Regions from separate parts of the Sus scrofa genome. Here regions 2 and 3 are each linked to region 1. The links are chromatin contacts, called in public promoter capture Hi-C maps. All regions are on one chromosome and are shown on one strand. Each heading gives the region's core, a stretch centred on a gene start, on an enhancer-like site or on the middle of the called end of the contact. The rest is flanking DNA. Distances are from core to core; before and after follow the strand shown. Region 1 holds the start of RSRC2 (arginine/serine-rich coiled-coil protein 2). Region 2 holds the start of C14H12orf65 (probable peptide chain release factor C12orf65 homolog, mitochondrial). Region 3 holds the start of SBNO1 (protein strawberry notch homolog 1).

Evidence for each region. Promoter capture Hi-C pulls out the DNA fragments that hold promoters and counts their contacts.
Region 2: a promoter capture Hi-C map of liver shows a contact between it and region 1, with 2.5 times the contacts expected there. The contact joins the promoter of C14H12orf65 here to the promoter of RSRC2 in region 1. A contact is called at or near these places in 1 of 5 promoter capture datasets (liver), 1 of 47 Hi-C or Micro-C datasets (liver) and 1 of 2 datasets of contacts at active chromatin or transcription factors (alveolar macrophages).
Region 3: a contact with region 1 is called in a promoter capture Hi-C map of liver, with 6 times the contacts expected there. The contact joins the promoter of SBNO1 here to the promoter of RSRC2 in region 1. A contact is called at or near these places in 2 of 5 promoter capture datasets (fetal liver and liver) and 1 of 2 datasets of contacts at active chromatin or transcription factors (alveolar macrophages).

What each region holds. Positions count from the first base shown.
Region 1 is chr14:30,240,070-30,244,386 of Sscrofa11.1, forward strand. It overlaps RSRC2 (arginine/serine-rich coiled-coil protein 2), which reads left to right and starts at 1,994. Exons shown (of 10, transcript XM_013982805.2): 1 at 1,994-2,176. The coding sequence starts at 2,171. It overlaps KNTC1 (kinetochore-associated protein 1), which reads right to left and starts at 1,919. Exons shown (of 65, transcript XR_002338925.1): 1 at 1,678-1,919.
Region 2 is chr14:29,657,574-29,662,055 of Sscrofa11.1, forward strand. It overlaps C14H12orf65 (probable peptide chain release factor C12orf65 homolog, mitochondrial), which reads right to left and starts at 1,333. Exons shown (of 4, transcript XM_001928287.6): 1 at 1,183-1,333. MPHOSPH9 (M-phase phosphoprotein 9) reads left to right here and starts at 1,455. Exons shown (of 24, transcript XM_021074060.1): 1 at 1,455-1,638; 2 at 4,360-4,482.
Region 3 is chr14:29,557,110-29,561,492 of Sscrofa11.1, forward strand. It overlaps SBNO1 (protein strawberry notch homolog 1), which reads left to right and starts at 1,994. Exons shown (of 31, transcript XM_021073996.1): 1 at 1,994-2,527.

The DNA of each region.
Region 1 (4,317 bases), core at 744-3,243:
AGAGATTCAGCCAACTGCACCTCTGCCACTTGTCACTCATTCCCCAGCACCGTGACAACCCACTCATTCCATCAGCAGCGTTTATTGAATGTCTACCACATCCCAGAAGCTCTGCCAGCTACTTCCCTTGGGATACAACAGGGAACAAACAGACAACAAGCCCTATCTTCATGGAATTGAGTCTGATGAGGAAGGAGACAGTCAACAAGCAAGCCTTCTCTGGGTCTCCCAGCCCCTTTGTTGGGCTGCTCCCTTGCATGTTATTCTCCCTTAAATATCATCCTTGAAACTCTCATCAGGTGTCTCTGGATCTCCTTGCCCCGCCCCCACCCCCCCCCCCCCCCCCCGGCTGTGCCCCCAAGTGTCCCTCCTAGTCTCCCTCAAGGATCTGGGCATTCTGTTCTCCCTAGTTCCTAGGCTAGGGGTTGAATTGGAGCTACAGCTGCCAACCTACACCACAGCCACAGCAACGCAGGATCTGAGCCTTTTCTGTGACCTACACCACAGCTCACAGCAACGCCAGATCCTTAACCCACTAAGTGAGGCCAGAGACTGAACCAGCATCCTCACTGACACTAGTTGGGTGCTTAACCCACTGAGCACAATGGGAACGCCCAAGAAAAGAGTTCTTAATAGAAGTGTAAACAGGAGTACAGAAACAACGCATATTAGAATAAACAAGAGCTTTAATGGCTATGTTTGGGTGGTAGTTGGGAGGAGATGGGAAGGAAAGGTTGGAGTGAAAATTTTCATGGGTCTCAGTGTCCTATCTCTGTAAAAATAGTTAAATAGTGTCAGCCTCCCAGGTCTGTCACACTCAACTCTTTCAACAACTGTTTATTGAATGCCTAATACATACCAGTCACTGTTCTAGGAGCTGAGAATACAGTATGAAATTTATATTCTCACAGGAAGGACATACAAAAATAAAATATACTGCGGTATTGAGTAGGCAATGAAGAGTGAATGAATCACTCTTTTAATCTACACAACAACCCACTTTACAGCTGAGAAACATGAGTCAGGGACTAAGTAAATGGCCAAGGTCACCTAAAGCGAATTGATGATGTAGCTATACTCATCTGCGAATTTGTAGACTCAAATTCACACCAGCTGTTAACTATTATACTGCATAATTACAAAGAGTGTACAAAAGAAGGGGGGGAGGAACGCCTAAGAAGGACCTGTTTGGCAACTGTAGACATGTGGGCAGAGACCCTAATACCAAGAAGTCAACTATGCAAAGCTCAGGGGGAACAAAGATGCAGGCCCGGTGCAAAGGCTCAGAGGATGGACTGAGTTTGGGGCGGCTGCCAGGCCTGAGCAAGAATGGAAAAGTGCGGGAACTAGATAGGTGGAGCTAAGTGAATCCCCAATCTCAAGACTGGGTTAAATCCTCAGTGCTAGGGAGGGAAAGATGACCAGGAACGTGATTTTATTAACGATTTGAGATTACACTGGCTGCCGGGTGAAAAGATGAACGAATTAGGCAAAAACAGTTTCAGCAAGGCCTTCAGGCCGTAAATGCTCTCAGCTGGACACCGGGGCCAGCAAGAACCCAATCTCTCTCCCGCCAGCGTCTAGTGGGGAAAACACCCCGGACTGAGCTGAGGCCTCTGCTACTTCAACATAAGCCCACCCCCCGCAAGCTACAACAGCGCGGTTCCCCCTCCTCACCCGCAATTGAAGAAACTAAAGAACAGTCAAGTTTACAGCCCCTCTTCGGACACCCACAGCGGCTCCTAGACGCGTCAGGGCCCATCCCACAGGTTTAAATTGGCGGGAGATCACCAAGCCCAACCCCTTTTACGGCAGCCAGCGGAGGCCAAGATTGCTTAAGAATCGAAATAGGAAGTCGCCCCACCCTAAATTCCACCGGTTCCGAGAACCAGGAAACTGCATTCTAGGGTGTGTTCTTGGCCCCGCCCCATCCCTGGCCTTACACGCCCCCTTCAAAAGAACAACCAATCACCGTTGAACAGCGTTGCTACAGAAACTCATCACCACCCCTTTTCCTCCCAGCAGGCTGTGCGACGCGCCGGGCCTTAGCCCGTTTGTGCCATCCGGGTCTCTCGTTCGAGCGATTCAGTCTGTGGCGAATCGTCTAGGCGGCCGGTACTGTGGAAAGCGGCAAGTGGAGGCGCCGCTCCAGCGGCCAGGACTGTGGACTATGGCGGTAGGTGCCGAATCTGAGTTTAAAGTCAGGGATGTTTCTCTGCTACTGTCCGAAGAAGGGATGAAGGGCTCCCAGAGCTGTTGTCCGAGCTTGTGTGTGGACAAAATGGCGCCGCGGCCTTCTTCTGCGCCCGCCATCATGGCTGCCTCCTTTAGGGAGGGGGAAGTGAGGCGGTGTCGTTGGGGGTGGGGAGCCGCAGGGAGTGTCTTTTTTTTCCAGAACTTTCCTCATCTCTTTCCCAGCTGTGTGTTCTTTTTGGCCCACCGAACTGACTGCAGTTTAGCTTAGTCTAGTGATTTATATTGAATTTTGTTAGGGCTTAGGCATTTATATGTTCGCGGTGGGACCTGGAGTCGTCCGTGAAAAGTGTTGGGTCATAAAGGCGGTGCCTGTAAGGGATAGAAACGTGGGGGGCGAGCGGTCTTGTAGCGTTTTTGTTTTTAGTTTTTTCCTTTTTTGCCTGAGTGCTAGGAGGCGATTCCAGTTGCATAATTTCCGTTAGTGTTCCATCTGTGTACTTTAGTTTATTCCTTAGCAGCTAGATAACGTGTTTCTGGAAGGGAGTAAAAATTCGATTTAATTAAGAGAAGATTTTGGCACTACGAATTCTGATTGATGCTCTGTTTCCGAAGTGGCTTTCGATGCAGTCATTTTGAAGTCTGAGAAACATAATCCAGCCCTGTCGCTGACGTTGTTACTTTAAACTTAAGAGTTCTTCATTGGCCCATTTAATTTTAAATGGAGAGTACGGTTCTTAAATCACCACTTTCGAAAAATAAACCTTCTTTGGGTATAAGATGTCCAGTCCTGATAGATCACATTATTGTGTGATTACTTCCTTTTACTTATCCTGTTAAAAGAAAAATGCGAGAATTTTGTATTCTTTTTCCATTGACTAAAAAGTTGTATTTTCTTGTTTTTGGAAATGAAGCATAAGTAAAACCTTGTAGCTCATCCTAATCACTGGAGTACCTGGAATTTAGAAATCATGGAAGATCCTCCCTCCTCCCATGCCCAGTTGATTTGATTTAGAACCCCTTTTTTTATTAACCGATTTAGAACTAGTTTGAAATCGCTTGGCAGGCTATTTGTGCAGCTAGTCGATGGGGTGTTTTTCTTTGTTTAAATCGTGTTTGGGGCCTCTTAATCTACTTTAAAGAATAGTATTATTTTATTTGGGCTCAAATATTTTTTAAAAACAGTTCAAACATTTGTTTCTGCAGTGCCTCCTTCAGTAAAAAAAAATCCCCTGGAGAAGTGGCCTACTATTAAATCCAGTGTACCTTCTTTGCACTGGAAAGAGATTCCTATGCTATGTCTTGAGTGTTATCAGGGTTTTAAAGAAGACGTAATTTTTTTAAAAACATGGTGTTTTTCTAATAGAGCACATGCTGGAATGGAGAGCATTTTTGCATTTAGCCTTTAAGATTTGCTTGTAGGTCCTTCCTCAGTTGAAATCTTAGGCATTTTCAAAGAAGTTTTCATACTTAATCGATTTTACCTGGATACTTTTTGATATGCTACCATAAGTAATAAAAGTCTTGCTTGGGCTAAGTGGCCACTTATTCATGTCTTTTTAGTGATATAGTGGTTTTTGTTTTCCTATAGTATTTCTTAACAGATGAAAATGTTTAGTGTAAGTTATTGCAGAGTGCTTTCTCCTAAGTCAAGAGTATTTGACTTCCCTATTTCGGGGCTTCTGTGATGTTAAGCATGTAGTTAAAGTATTAACTGAAAACTTAACTGACTGGGCTAGTCGCTGACATTTCCATGGGAAGGTTTTTGACTCTAGTCATGATGTCTGTAAAAGTGAATGGAGATATGCTGGTGATTCAGGAAAGCTGCATCTGTTGGGCAGAAAAGTGGCCTGCCCAGAGATGATAACAGTGCATAACGTTTTTGCTACTCTTTTGCTAAGTGTAACTTTACCAACACATAGTCTTTGTAGTCCTTAAGAATAGTGGTGAGAACAAGAATGAAAGAAAAATGACCAATGTTAGTTTTGAAAATCAAAGTCATCTTTAGTTGTGTGATACAGTATCGTGTATTAATAGTAGAAAGCGAGCGGTTCCCTTCGTGGTTCAGATTCTGACTAGTATCCATGAGGATATGGGTTCGATCCCTGGCCTTGCTCAGTGGGT
Region 2 (4,482 bases), core at 83-2,582, 580 kb before region 1:
CAGGTTTGTTACTGCTGAGCCACAACAGGAACTCCCCCGTTACTTGATTTTGGACTTAACATTTTTCTTGCAAGAAAACATACCTCCCTCTGCCTAGAACTGTCTCAGGAATTCCCGTTCCCATCTTTCTGTGAGTGCAAAATTCTCAAATAGAAATTTTGTAACCAACTGAAATTAGTGATAAAACTTTTGTGGGGGGGGGGCTTGAAACATGGTCACTGAAAAGAAAGCCATGTGCTTAAAAATAATTTGATTTGGGAGTTCCTTGGAGGTCTAGTGGCTAGAATTTGGCTCATTCACCGCCTGGGGTTCAATCCCTGGTCTGGAAGCTGAGATCTTACTTCAAGCTGCTACAAGCAGTAAGCTAGAAAAAAAAAAATTTTTTTTTTTTTAAATTTTGGTTAAGTATTACACATACAGTACTGATTGGGGATTTACACAACTGGGGAGGGAGGATTTCATTTATTTAAACTTGAAATGTTTCACACATGGAGTTTCGGGTAGACTGAATTTTTACTGTTGAAACAAAATTCTAGGTATTCTTAAGAGGCTCAGATCAGATGGAAGGTCTCTTCACAGATTTGCTATTCCAAGGGCAAATATCTTCTCCATCCTGGCTTCTCAACGACAGGGCTAGCAAAGTCCCTTTCTTGTGTGCTCAGGTCACCTGAAGGGAAATCTAACAGCTAGAAGTACCTTAAAGGTTAAGAACCTTTCGTCTGAAGAATAAGAACTGAACAGCGCGTGTAAGACGGGCTGGGGGCCCACGGGGAGGGATGCGGGTTCTCCTTGGTCCTTTCAAAGGACTGGCAAGAGCAGAACACCCACCATGCCTGAAATAAGCCCTGCTGCGCACTAACAGCTCCCTAAGGCTCTGCCTAAAGAGTAAATGAGCATCGCTCATGTGCCCTCGGGCCTCGGTGGAACTGTTTTCTCCACAAAAGTGGGCTCTCCTCCTCTCCCACTTCAGGTCCGAGAAGAGCCCTTGCCAATCCCCACAGCCTAGGGTAAACCAGGTTCAGGGAAAATTTAGCTCAGGTGTCTGGGCTGGCCTCAGGTCAATGAGCTGAGCGATTCAGGGTTGCGAACTGGGAAACTCAGGGGCACTAGTTCCCAGTCCTCTCTAGGAGCCCCTGACGATCGTGGGCAATCGTGGTACCTGGCTTCTCTGCAGACGCTTACCTGACCTCAGGACTGGCCTCCCGCCACCAATGTTCTGGAGGAACCGGAATCATCGCAGGACCGGGAAAGCAAACGCGATCCCGGGCCTGCGCACGCGCGGTATTCCTGCCGCAGCCCCCGCTCACCTGAGTCCCTTCATCTTACTAACTGCGCATGCGGGAAACAGAGGCTACTTTCCCGCGTAGCTGCAGTAGGTTCCCAGAGAGCCAATCAGATGAGAGGACCTGACAGCAGCCCCGCCCCCTCTCTTTTCTCAGGCATCCGACAGCCACTTCCTTGGGAGTTGGGGGACTGGCCTCTGGAAGTCGACGCGCTGGCCGCGGCTCGGCCGTCTCCGCCCCCTTCCGGGCAGCCAATTGCATCTAAGACGTCTGGCGCGCGCACGCTCCCTCGAGTTTAACGGTCGCGAGAGGCCGCTCGCCCGATCGTAACATCAGCAGTGAGAGCCGGGGCCAGGTAAGCGGCCGCCGGCCTGAGGGGAGCTGCCAGTCACGGGGGAAAGGGGACGCGATATCGAAGACACCAACTCAGCGGACCCTTGGGTGTGCTGATGGGTTAGGGCGGGGGTAGCCGACGGTCAGCAGAAACCACCGCAGCAAAACCAGCGGGCGTGTGGGGCTTTGCCTGCGGACGTGAGCCTTTTCTAGACTCTGTGCCCTTGAGTGACATCCTCACGGCCCAATCGCGGAGCACCTCTTCCCGAGGGGCGGGGGGCTTGAGGGATTTCGCTTTTCTCCCCCCACACCCCCCGCTCAGCTTCCTCTGCTTACTTTTGGGGGATTATAATTATAGTTTATTGGTTGGAGCAGTGGCTTTAACTCTGGCCTCTCTACTGTCTACAGTTGAGGCGACTGCGTGGGTCCTCCCTCGCCTTCCTACTTTAATCCGAGAGCCGCCAGCAGCAGTTGCGGTGCGTCTGTGAGCACGAGAATGTCAGGATCTGGCCTCAAAACCTGAAATCATCCCTTCCGTCCCCCTTCTCAGGTTCCCAACAAAGCAGAACGCCTCGTTAACATATTCTCAGTGAATCAGTTGTTCTTTTCCCCGTTAACTCCTTTTTTTTGCTAGGAGCTGGAGACATCAAAAGCATCATATTTTGTTGCTGGAAGATACAAAAATGTCTCAGTTCTTATATACATTCTCCAGCAGCTTTTTAAAATTTTGCATTGTGTATCGGTTTTTTATCTTTTTAGGGCCGTACCCACCGCATACGGAGTTTCCCAGGCTAGGGGTCGAATTGGAGCTGCAGCCACTGGCCTAGGCTACAGCCACAGCCAGGCCAGATCCGAGCCCCGTCTGCGACCTACACCGTATGTCCGGATCCTAAACGCACTTAACAAGGCCAGGGATCGAACCTGCGTTCTCACAGTTCCTAGTCAGATTCCTTTCCGCTGAGCCACGAAGGGAACTCCTATATCAGTTTTTTAAAAATTTATCTCTGCTGTCACCCAGCTCTTTCCCCCCACCCCCCAAACTGGGGAAGCCTCATCGCATTTCACATGGTTTTCCATCTGCATCTACTGCATCCGGATTAACTCAGTGGGGGAAATAATTGATGGGGTATCATTTGCATGCAGATGCACCTCCCTGGAGAGCTTGTGTTTTCCTGCTAGAAGAGCAAGGTGATTTGAATTCCGGTATTTTCGTTGCCAGATGGAAGGTGCAGCCTCTGACTTTTTCAATACCCCATTTGTCGTTGGTGATGGGCTGAGTCACTGGGGAGAAATCATTTAGCTAGGTCCGGTTACCCTTGGCTTTCACACCTGTCCCTGAAGGAAATGATTCCTTTATGAGCTGATGTTTTCAAGGTTGCTTTGTCAAACCGGGCCCTAGAAAGTGGGAACCTAGAGGAACCAGAATAATAGTTAATTTTCCTCTTTCTCATTCCTTAACACTTCTGTTTTGTAAGCAGCATAGGTTTTCTTTATTTTTTCCCCTTACTCCATGGCTCCTTTTTTTTTTTTTTTTTTTTTTTTTAAACTACATGAGTTGACTTGTTATAACCAGTTTATCTCTGTACATCTAGCTTCAGTTAAATTTTAGTTGACCTGGCAAATAGTTATTTTTAAGAAGTAGCATATGCATAGAGTACTTTTGGATATGCATAGAGTTTTTTCTTTTCTTAAAAAATAGAGTACAAAAGTACTCCATGCATATAGTATATGGGGAAAAAGCCATTGTTAACAGTTTAATTGGCTGTTTTCAGTACCAAATTAAATACTAAGTAGTTCCTATTCATTTATTCACTGTATGAATCAACAGGCATAGATAATATGGTAGAACTTGTTAAAGACATGAACAAGGCATGTAAGTATTCCAGTTGTTACTAGTAGAATTGTGTCTGGAACTTTGATTATTAAACTTTTTTTTTGTCTTTTTAGGGCCCCACCCTTGGCATATGGAGGTTCCCAGGCCAGGGGTCAAATCAGAGCTGTAGCTGTTGGCCTACACCACAGCTCATGGCAACGCCGAATCCTTAACCCACTGAGCAAGGCCAGGGATCACATCTTCGTCCTTGTGGATGCTAGTTAAATTCGTTTCCGCTGAGCCACAACAGGAACTCCTGTCAAACATGTTTTGAAATATAACCTGAAAAGAAACACTTCTGCAAATTACCATTATTGTAGTTTTTTTATTGAGATATAATTCGCATACTGCAAATTTTTTTAAAGTATACAATTCAGTGAGTTTTAGTATATTCACTAGTATAGAATTGTAGAACCATCACTACTAATTCTAGAACTTTTCATCTGCCCCAAAAGATACCCCAGACCTTTCAGTCACTCCCATTCTTTCCTTCTCTCAGCTCCTGGTAACCATTAATCTCATTTCTATCTACTCTAGATAATTCTTATGAATGGACTCATACAATACATAGTCTTTTATTGAGCTTCTTTTGCTTAGCATAATGTTTTCAGTGTTCATCCACATTGTAGCATAAATCAGTGCTTTATTCTTTTCTGTGATGAAAAAAGATTCCATTATATGGCTAATCACATTGTTTATCCATGTTTCAGTTGATGGACATTTGCGTTGTTTCTGAATTTTGGCTCTTATGAATAATGTTGCTATCCTTAATATAGATTTATATAAAAGGATCAAGGTTTTCAAAGTCTTGAAAAGACAGTTGCTAGGTTTAGTGGCTTTTTGTAATTTTTGTTCCTCATTCATTTTCAGACTCTCTCTGGAGCTTAGGACATTTCACAGTTCTGAATGTCAGCAACTGAAAATGCCTGTAGACGATGAAGCATCTGAAGATGACTCGGATTCAGTTTCTTCAAACAGTGAAAGAATCTGCAT
Region 3 (4,383 bases), core at 744-3,243, 680 kb before region 1:
TATATATATATTTATATATATATACACAAAAATTTATATTTATTTGAAAGTGCTCCATTCTTTTGAACAACTTTTTCGCTATAGGAGAGTGCCAGCTTAGTGAATTAACCTTTTCTTCAGAAAACCTTAAGGTCGTTCCCCATCTTTTGCTTCTACAAATGGTGCGGCAATGAATAACATTATGCATAATGTTTGGGTGCATGTGTATAGTTGTATTATAAATATCCCCTGAAACATCATCTTTTACTTTGGTTCAAGGTAAAGAGATTATGCAGAGATAGCTGCAAGGATCTGGCTCAGATGCTCAGGAAGTACCTCAAAGGGTGGAGTTCCTAGGTTAGACCTTGGGTTTCACAATCTAGGATTCATCTAGTCCTAGTGTACAACTTGTTTGGGGGCCTCTATTTTTTTCTTTCTTTTTTGGCTGCCCCGCAGCCTATGGAGTGCCTGGGCCAGGGATCAAATCTGAGCCACAGTTGCCACCTAAGCCAAATCTGCAGTAATGATGGATCCTTAACCCACTGTGCCAGGCCGGGGATCAAACCTGTGTCCCAGCACTTCCAAGACGCTGCTGATCCCTTTGCGCCACGGCAGGAACTCCTGGGGGCCACTTTGAAACTGAATTGTTTCAACCAAGCTCCAAAGACACTGAAGCATTAACTACAACATCTTAGATTTCTTTGCTGCATTCTTTCGTATTTCTTTCTTTTCATAACGTGACAGATTTGTAATTGCTTGTTTGCCATCATCTACACTAGACATAAACCAGGCTAGTGGAATGTAGGGAACAAGACAGATGAAGGCCTTGTTCTTATGGAACTATTATTATTATAAGGGGTCAATCTGAGCTGTAGCTGCTGGCCTACACCACAGCCACAGCAATGTGGGATTCGAGCTCCCTCTGCGACCTATACCACAGTTCATGGCAACACCAGATCCCCAACCCACTGAGCGAGGCCAGGGTTGGAACCCGCATCCTCATGGATGCTAGTCAGATTCATTTCTGCTCAGCCACCACAGGAACTACCCCCCCCCAACCTTCATAGGTTTTTAATGTGCGTGTGAGGATTAAACAAAGTAACAGTAGCAAAGTGATTTGTTGGCATTTTAAAATGTTTATTTACATGCATACATATATAATGCATATTTATGTATAAAAACACTAAGTTGAAAGATTCATAATTATTCTCTCCATGACTACTTTTTTTCCTTTCCTCTAGCCCCTTACTGTCTCTTGAAGAGCTCACACCTTAACAACTAAGTGTTTGAATGACTAGGTCTGCTTTGAGCTCAAGGCGACAGCAAAGCGACCGCCAGTAGGGGGCAAGAATCACCTAGGCGTGCCTATTACCTAAGCAACGGGTTCAAACAGCATTCTCAGAATGACTTTACAAAAGGGTTACCAAGAAGTTAATTTGTTTATTCTGTTAGATCACTTAAAAGTAGTAGCAATAATAATCATCATAATGGATAATACAAAAATAAGGAAGTGAGAGGCGGTAGCGACAGATATGCAGCAATCATTAATTCAGAGCAATAGTTTGTTCAGGTTACCAGGTGTGTGTGTGTGTGCGTGCGCGAGAAAAAAGGAAACCGAGCTGACTGCGCTCTCACTCATTAGGATATGATTGTAGCAGTCGGAGCAGTAGAGGGGCTCCGAGTTCCTTGCGGTCTCACATTGAATAAAGTGCTTTAGGAGAGCCTAACAAGAAATCATTACGAGAATTTCTTGCTAGAATTAACTAAGGTAACGAGTTTTTCAAAGTGACAAAGACGCCACTAGGTAACTTCCTGAGCCATAGCCACGCACCAAAAAGGTTTCGAAAACAGCTTCGAGCCCCTCCTTGCCCGACGTTGAAAGCAGGTGTGGGACGCATGCGCACGGCCCACCGGCTGACCTGCTCGGGGCAACCCAGAACAGACCTTCCTCCCGACATGCCGCGAGGGAGAAAAGGAGGGGAAAACGAACTCTCGCGATTCTTTCAAACGCCGGCGGAAGCAGTAGACACGTGACTCTCCTAGGCGGCCTTCGTCTTCCCCCCCTCCCCCTTCTCGGAAACCCGGCCCCCTCACCCCTCGCCCACCCCGGAGCCGCGATAATGGACCGTTTGGGTTCCAGAATTCCTTTGGATTCAACCACTGGTACAGGGTCGGCGGGAGCCGGTGGAGTCCGTGCTTGGCGGAAAAGGCGGGGGGCGGCCAAGATGGGGGGGGAAATCATCTTCCTTCACCTAGGAGAGAGGCGGGGCGGAGAGAGGGGCTGGGGTTTGCGGTGGGGGGGGAGGGAGGAAGTCACGTGGGTCCTGCGGCGCGCGCTGCGTGCGCGCGGCGCCTCATCCGTCGCCCCACCCCCTCCCGGTGGGGCGGGGGGGGTTGGGGGAGGGGCGTCAAGATGGCGGCGGGGAGGTAGGCAGAGCCGGACGCTGCTGCTGCCGCCGCCACCGCCGCCTCCGCTCCAGTCGCCTCTGGTCCTTCAAGCTGTCGCCGCCCGGGAGAAGGTGTTCCAGCGTCAGATCCTGTGGGGAAAGTAAGTCCTCCCTGTAGCCCTTTTATGTCTCCACACTCCTCCTCCCGGACAGCCTCCCACTCCCACCCTCCTCAGGGGGCCGTGTGGGGCCAGGCTGGGGGGGGCCGCCACCTCACCCCGGCTTCGGGCCTCCCGCGCCCCTCGCTGCCCTCTCAGCTGCGTGCCCCGGGGTCCTCGGAGGCACGGTCCCGGCCGCGGCCCCGACGCGCTGGCTTCCTCCGTCGGTCAGCGCCGGGCCCTGCGGTCGCCGCGCGTGGGGCTGTCGGGCTCCTGGGGCCCCGCTGTCCCAGACCGAAGGCACCCCGTTTGGGCGAGGAGGCAGCGTTTGCGGACGCCAGCTCTGGCTCTGCCGGGATCGCCCCCCGTGCTCCCCCGTCTCGACCAGGGGATGCGAGGTCCCGGACTCGTAGGAAAGTGAGCTCCACAACCCTTCAAAAGTCTTCCGCTGGAGGATTGCTTTGGTTCGGGGCGAGTGCGGAAGGCGACAGGGTTGCCCAAGATGTGGACCCCCACACCTACGGTTTGCTTGTTACCTTGCTCTCAGGGCAGTAGGGACGGTACGTGGGACACGTGGGGCCACCTTCACGCTTCACCCAGTGATTAGGTTAATTTTGCCTGGAGCTTGTTCGCTCGCCTCTTGGACCCTAAGTAAGAATCTATAGGGAGGGAAAGGCGGTCCGGGATTTGCTTACTTTGAGAGCGTTTGGCGTAACGAGCATCTAAAGTTCCCCAAACCAGTATACGCTGGTGGTTTCCCAGAAGTGGTTTGGGGTCGGTTTAACCGCGGAGGAGATTTGGATGTTCCTGAACCCTTGTGATTGTTTCTTTCCTGACCCTGGCATCCAGCTCCTCCCCTTTCCACCCCGGCTTTGTGCTTCTGTTTGGTTAATGTTTGCGGACCACTAACTTGATCCTCGCACAGAGGAACTCTTTTTATGTGCATGCTCCGTTTACTGTGGGAGGCTTTTGTTTTGGGGAGTCGCTGGTGGAGAAACGTGGGAAAAGAAAGGGCGAGAAAATGAGAGTCAAATAAAGCAACGTTTTTATCCATTGAATTGCGCAGCCAATTGTAACCTCACCCGGAAGTTTGTACTGAACACGTGTTGGTGAGAGGTTAAAACTGGGTCCCCCTTTGACCTTTGAAAGTTGATTATTAGCAGTTTATGTTGATTTAAATGTTTCATATTCTTCAGGCAGCCAGAATTAGAGACAGAATAGGGTATCTAAAGAGTCTGCCAGGAGGGTCCAGAAAGCTGTCAAACCCGAGTTAGTCTAGTGCGATTCCTCTTAGCAGTTGCAGACACTTAAGTCAGCTAACAATGCAGAGGGATTTCATTTTTTCCCAGTTATTTGCGGCAGTCAAAACAGATTTTCATGAGCAGTGGGGAAAGCCTTAATCACTGCACAAAAGATAGTTTGTATAGAACTTCTAAGATAAAATGCAGAATTTGCTATTGGTGTTTTGCGACATCGATTTTGCAAACAATGGAACTTTTTTATGTTTAAAGAAGTTGTTTCCAAAGTTTATCCACCAGAGAGGACATCTTTACTTTTTTCTTTGGCTTCTGCTTTTTATCTCTCAATGTAACTTTATTCCTAACCTAATTTTATGCCAGAAGATTCTGAAGAGTTTTAAATAAAATTTGACTTTAGTTGCTATGTAGGTGTTAAAAAGGGAGTCTTAGTGGCTTACAGTTCCTTCCTTCATTCATCCATTCATTCATTCGTTCATCCATTGAATGTTCTTATGTGTCAGTTTTACGTGTTTATGGGCTTTGTTGAGGTTACTATTTAAAATCATGCAGTATGAAGAGTCTCTTCATGCTTCTCAAAGTCTTTTTTCTTCTCAAGTACTT